Regions from separate parts of the Mus musculus genome. Here region 2 is linked to region 1. The links are chromatin contacts, called in public HiChIP or PLAC-seq maps. All regions are on one chromosome and are shown on one strand. Each heading gives the region's core, a stretch centred on a gene start, on an enhancer-like site or on the middle of the called end of the contact. The rest is flanking DNA. Distances are from core to core; before and after follow the strand shown.

Region 1 (2,700 bases), core at 140-2,639:
TGGTAGGGCATCTAAACCTCAGGGGTTTACAGTCTCTCCTTTGCCCTTCAGAGATGTTATCAACTAGCCTTGCTCCAGAGCTTCTACGCTCCGAAAGCCTGTAACGTGGAGCTCTTACATACTACCTATTAAAGAACTGTGTTCTCTCTCAGTAGCCATAAAATGTAAAACACCTCTTAAAAGAGACTTTCTCTGTTTCCCAGCCAAGGGCACACGAGATGAAAGAAGCTGACTTTTAAATACAATTTTAAAACACCGTGTTAAATAAAATGATGTATCGATACATGCTAGGTGATTCAAACACCAGCTCTGCTTTTGAGATCGTGGGCACTCTGGAATGTCCAAGTGATGTAATCGAAGGGAAAGCCAAGAACTTTGTCTCAGAAAAAAGTTCTTCAGAAGCCCAGGGCAGAGAAGAAGGAGCGCTGGGACCAACTGGATTTGGATCACCTGGCCCACAAGGGTCCCGCAAAGGGTGACCAATGCCTAGCCAGGACAAGAGCCTGAACTGTTGGAGCCAGTGTCAAATCCTTAGAGACTTCAAACCCTAACATGTTTAGAAAGCCATTTGTATTGACAGAATGCTGGCAATGCAGCCATTAAGAGTCCAGGCAACAGCTAATTCCTCTCGGTGTCACTTCAAGATGGCGTTACCTGAGCCGGGCGGTGGTGGTGCATGCCTTTAATCCCAGCACTAGGGAGGCAGAGGCAGGCGGATTTCTGAGTTGGAGGCCAACCTGGTCTACAAAGTGAGTTCCAGGACAGCTAGAGCTACTACACAGAGAAACCCTGTCTCAAGAACAAACAAACAAACAAACAAACAAAAGATGGTGTTACCTGCCTGCTCCTAAACCCCCAAAGGAGCTTCCCTTCACCAACACCGATTTTTCCCAATGGGGTGAAGAAATGGAGGCCTTTGTCAGCCATTGAGAAGACACTATTGAGAGGGGGACATCTGGAAACCACAGCACCAAAAACTTCACGTCAACATTATGGGTAACACTTTTTAGTTTTTTTTTTAGGCGAAAAAGAAAATGCCGTTCCTATTATGCAATCGGGCAACTGAAGATGTCTACCTTCAGAGAAGCGAGTGTTTGTGGTGAGACTTGGGCTGGAAGCTTAGGACGAGAACGCTCTCGTGCCGTCTGCTCTGGTTTCCCTGTCCCTTCCCATTAACGTTTTTTGCTCTCTGTGGCAAATCAATCAGAAAGTTAATCGTTGTGCTGATTTGTTGGTGCTTACTCGTCTCCCCCTTTAAGAAAATAAAGAAAAGAAAAAGAATGGCTTTAAAGGGGAAAGCTGACCCCGGCGTGTTAACAGCGCCACTGTGGTTCCAGGCTGCGGTCAGGCCAGCTGTCTAGTAAAGAGAAATTCCATTGCAGCACAAGTAATAAAACCTTCTTTTAAAGCACAGATACCATGCAGGGAGGAAATGTAAGCCCCTTGCAGGGGAAAAGGGAGGTGGGGCTGTCTGAGGTAAAATACGGCCTGGAGCAGTGGAGACTGGGGCCTCCACACGACTGGATAGTCTTCAATTGAAGCAGCTATTCCTCTGACCCAGAGGCCTCTCTTTTCCATCCATCGCCTTCAGGACTCTAGGAAGATGTAAGCTATTATGGGAGGTTATCATCATTGTTATTCATACGATGGAATGCTTATCATCCGCTCTGCTTTCCCAAAGCGACCGCTCTGTAAGATGGGTGGTAGGGACATTCTCAGTATGATAGCTAGCATGCTTAAGTCTGCTCTAGTGGAGTGACAGATACCAAGAGGCCAGGCCACCATGTCACTTCTGAGACTATCTTAGACTCAGAAGTGTTCTTAGACTCAAAATTGACAAACAATCGACTTTCCTTAAAATCTGGGTCAATACTCACTGTACTTACCACCCTTGACACTACACAAACTGGGCTAACTGGTCCTGGACTCCAGTAAAAGGCAGCGGTTTGCAAAAGGAGGGAGCTGGAATCCCATGTCCGTCAGTCACCACAGACTGTCACACAACCGCTCAGTATCCCTGATCTCGGCCAGACAGGAAAGCAGGGCTCATTGACCAGGTAAGGCTTTTTGACCCAGGAAAAGCAGCAGACTGAAGGCTAAATCTGATTCCTAATGTGGGCTCTTCATTACAACACTCACACCATCATCCCAGGTCGGTCCCATCCGGAAAAGCCTTTAGAATGGCAGGGCAGAGCTCATGAATGCTTGGCTAGGAGCTCAGGCCCGACTTGCCCTCCCCTTCTCCTCTCCTAGGCTGGAAGGGAGGGGAAGAGCGGTCACTCCAGGATGGTAAACTGCAGTAGCCACTTTAACACTAATGAATTACACAGAAAGATATGAAGACAAGTATTTCCTCCAGCCCTCCCAGCACAGGAGCGGTATGTAAACATTACGCTTCGCCCCCCGCCCCCTACCACTTTGGACTTAATTGTATTCCTAATTGGAAATGAAAATTAATTTGCTTTTGATCAATTCCAGGTGGCAGATCAGCCCAAACTGGTAGCAGAGCGTTTTCTCCTCTGTGAGTGACCACACACATGTGCCATAAACACCAGGCTGCGCCGGCATAAACAGGAAGCCCCTGCCCTGCGTGCAAGGGCTTCCGATGTCTCTCTGCCTCTCTTCCCTTGGCTGATTGGCACCATTCAATTTTTTAATAAAAGGATTTACCAAAGTGCCGGTGCTTGTGGAAATAAACTG
Region 2 (2,700 bases), core at 56-2,555, 850 kb before region 1:
CCAAAGAACCCTACTACTGCACACAGGTCATTCTGAGTGGTCTTTTTACACACACACACACACACACACACAATGGCTTCAACGCTTAAGGGAATGAATCTGGCTCTGCACCCAGCTATGGTGTCCACTCTCCAGTCCCCAACCCACCAGGACAGATGAACAGCTATTGGGGATTCGTCTGCACCAGGCGCTGTGGAAGGGAGAAGTGGGGCTGCCCTACCTTCTGTATGACAGAGAAGCCCTTCAGAAAAGTGACAAGATTTGCTCAGGTTCTGTTCTAGGGGTCCTGCCTTGAACACAGCTTGGGCCACACTTCAAAACACAAAAGCCTTGTTAACTTGTCATCTTGTCACCCAGGGGAATCCCTCAGGAAACCTCCCAAATGGGCACCTTCCTCTATCACCAGCAATTTTGGAACCACTGCCCCATCTCCCGACCCCCGACCCCTGACTCCCACCCCCTCCGTCATCGTGTGAATTTCAGGTCTGATAGGATCCTGGGAATGTGGCCACTTCCTCCCAATGACAAAACAGATGCCTTGAGTCCTGAGACCTGGATGCCCATACAGAGGACCTGAGATGATTCAGTCACCCTAGTCCCACACCGGGAGTTTGAGTACTTAGTAGTATTCCAAACAGTTACTGGGTGGCTTTCAACTAACCAGCGGAAGGTACACCCCAGGCCCCTCTTGCTAGCTCTTCCTCCTGTTCTTGTTCGCAAGCTGTTGCCCCTGAATGGTTTAAAGACTAAACACTGGCATACAGTAGGCATCCCCCAAAATGCCTTCTTTTCCTTGCTGGTAGTCCAGAGGGACCCCTCTTCGCTGTCACTGGGAGAGTCCCGGGAAGAGCCAGCCGGTTCCTTACTCGGATCAGCCTAGCGCGTTTGAAAACTTCCAAGGCAGGAAAACTTTGTGGTCGCGGGACGGCTGCGCCTCGCCACCGGCTTGAAAGGCCCCGCGCGGTCCCCCGCGACCGCGGCGCGCTGCATAGCGTCGCCCGCAGGAGCGGCGGGAGCCGGGTGCCGTGCTAATGGGGCCAGCGGCGGAGCCGGGGACGCCATGAAAGGCGCGCGCGCAAACGCGGGCTCTTGTTGCGGGAAGAAGGGCCAAGCCTGGCTTTCCGCAGCCGCTTTGAGAGCAGCAGCGCTGGGATTTCATGGCACGGCTTCGGCGGGAAAATCAATCAGCGGGGCTGCCGTTTGGAGAGGCAGCAAGAAAGGCCACTAACGAGGCCAGATTGTAACAGTTCTGCGAGCAGCCACAGTGCTCACCTTACACGGCGGCCGCGCGCTGGTAAATAATAAATCACAGCGGCCGGCGGGCGGCGGCGGCGCGGGCAGCCCGCGCGTTTGACTGCAAAGCAGCGGCGCATCAATTATTCACCGCGCCAGATAAAACGCGGCTGCGGCCGGGCGAGCAGGTGCCCGCGCCCAAAGCGGCCTTTTGATGGCCGCGGGCCGGGCCGGGCGGCAGTGGGGCTGGGGGCGCGCAGAGCGCTGCGGGATCGGAGCGGTGCGCTCCCGCGGCGCGCTTTGCACAATCCCGGGCTGGGAGCAATTACAGCCGGACCGCCGGGCTGGGGAGAGGGAACGCGTGTGCGCGTGCCCGGGAGCGCCTCCCACGCCCAAGGTGGTGAAGTGTAAGAGCAAGCTTGTTGAATAGCTGACCTAGGCATTTGTGCGTGCACGCCTGTGGGGAGTGCCTGTTGGTTGCACAAGCACAATGGTTATGTTTTGGGTGTCAGACGGTGGCCTCGTGCCTATGAACTCTGTTATCAGTAAGTTTGCAGGTGTACACACTAGCTGTATCCATCCATTTGTCTGTGGGAGATGTGTGTGCCAGGGTACAGATGAATATGCCTGGTAACCTCCACCCTTTCCTGTGCATTACTATATGGGGCATTTGTTCATGCATGGAGTTGGATTTATGTGGACACACATTTGTGTCCCTGTGAGCTCGTATGTGGTATGCATGTGGATGGTGAGCATGTAGTTTTATCTTCCCATATGCATGTAGACACACTCAGAGTAATACATACATACAGAGTTTGCAGCTAGGTGAGGTGTTTATGCATACATACAGTGTGTGTGTGTGTGTGTGTGTGTGTGTGTGTGTGTGTGTGTGTGTGTGTGCACGATGTGTGCAATGGACTCATAAAGGCCATAATTGTCCAAGTGTGGATATGCATGTGAATACATGTGGTTATGCATATGTGTGTGCACAGTCAAATATGTGTAGGCATGCATCCATGACTTTGAAGTTTGAACACCACGGGTATGTATATGTATGCTTGGATAATTATGCATGCATGTGCAAAGAAATAAGCAAAGGAGGGATTGAAATTATTAAACCTCAAACTCAGAGGTAGAGCCTCTAGGCCCAGGGCTCAGAGTCCTCCAGAGGGCTGGTGCTTGCCCAATGGAGGTGCTTCACCAGGCAAGGAATGTAGCACTCGGAGGGTACTGCATCTGAAGTAGGTAGTTCTGAAGGAGTACGGGGTGGGGGTGGGGGGTGTTATTCTACAAGAATTTGGAAAACTGCAAACCCGGTTCAGTCTCTGGTGCCCAAGGGGAAGAGCAGTGAGATTCATCTTCTCTGAGTCTGTCTTCAGGAGTAGATGCGCAGCTAAGGGACCCACACTTCACCTTCAGCAGAGCACCCTGACAGCAGCCAGCAATGGAGGGTACCTGCCATGTGAT

What was found. HiChIP or PLAC-seq counts read pairs in DNA pulled down with a chosen protein or histone mark.
Region 2: a contact with region 1 is called in an H3K4me3 HiChIP or PLAC-seq map of neural tube, with 4 times the contacts expected there. The contact joins two enhancer-like sites. A contact is called at or near these places in 2 of 115 datasets of contacts at active chromatin or transcription factors (embryonic forebrain and neural tube) and 1 of 9 other capture datasets (embryonic stem cells).

What each region holds. Positions count from the first base shown.
Region 1 is chr8:91,612,505-91,615,204 of GRCm38.p6, reverse strand. All of the region lies in intron 8 of Fto (fat mass and obesity associated), which reads right to left. Among named protein-coding and RNA genes, the nearest start is that of Gm36325, 100 kb to the left of the region's middle. Within about 2 kb of position 1,389, at least 17 of the 459 cell types and tissues checked have an H3K27ac peak or open chromatin away from gene starts, as enhancers often do. A contact at or near this core is called in neural tube, where this site is marked.
Region 2 is chr8:92,459,221-92,461,920 of GRCm38.p6, reverse strand. No RefSeq gene overlaps it. Among named protein-coding and RNA genes, the nearest start is that of Irx5, 100 kb to the right of the region's middle. Within about 2 kb of position 1,305, at least 49 of the 459 cell types and tissues checked have an H3K27ac peak or open chromatin away from gene starts, as enhancers often do. A contact at or near this core is called in neural tube, where this site is marked.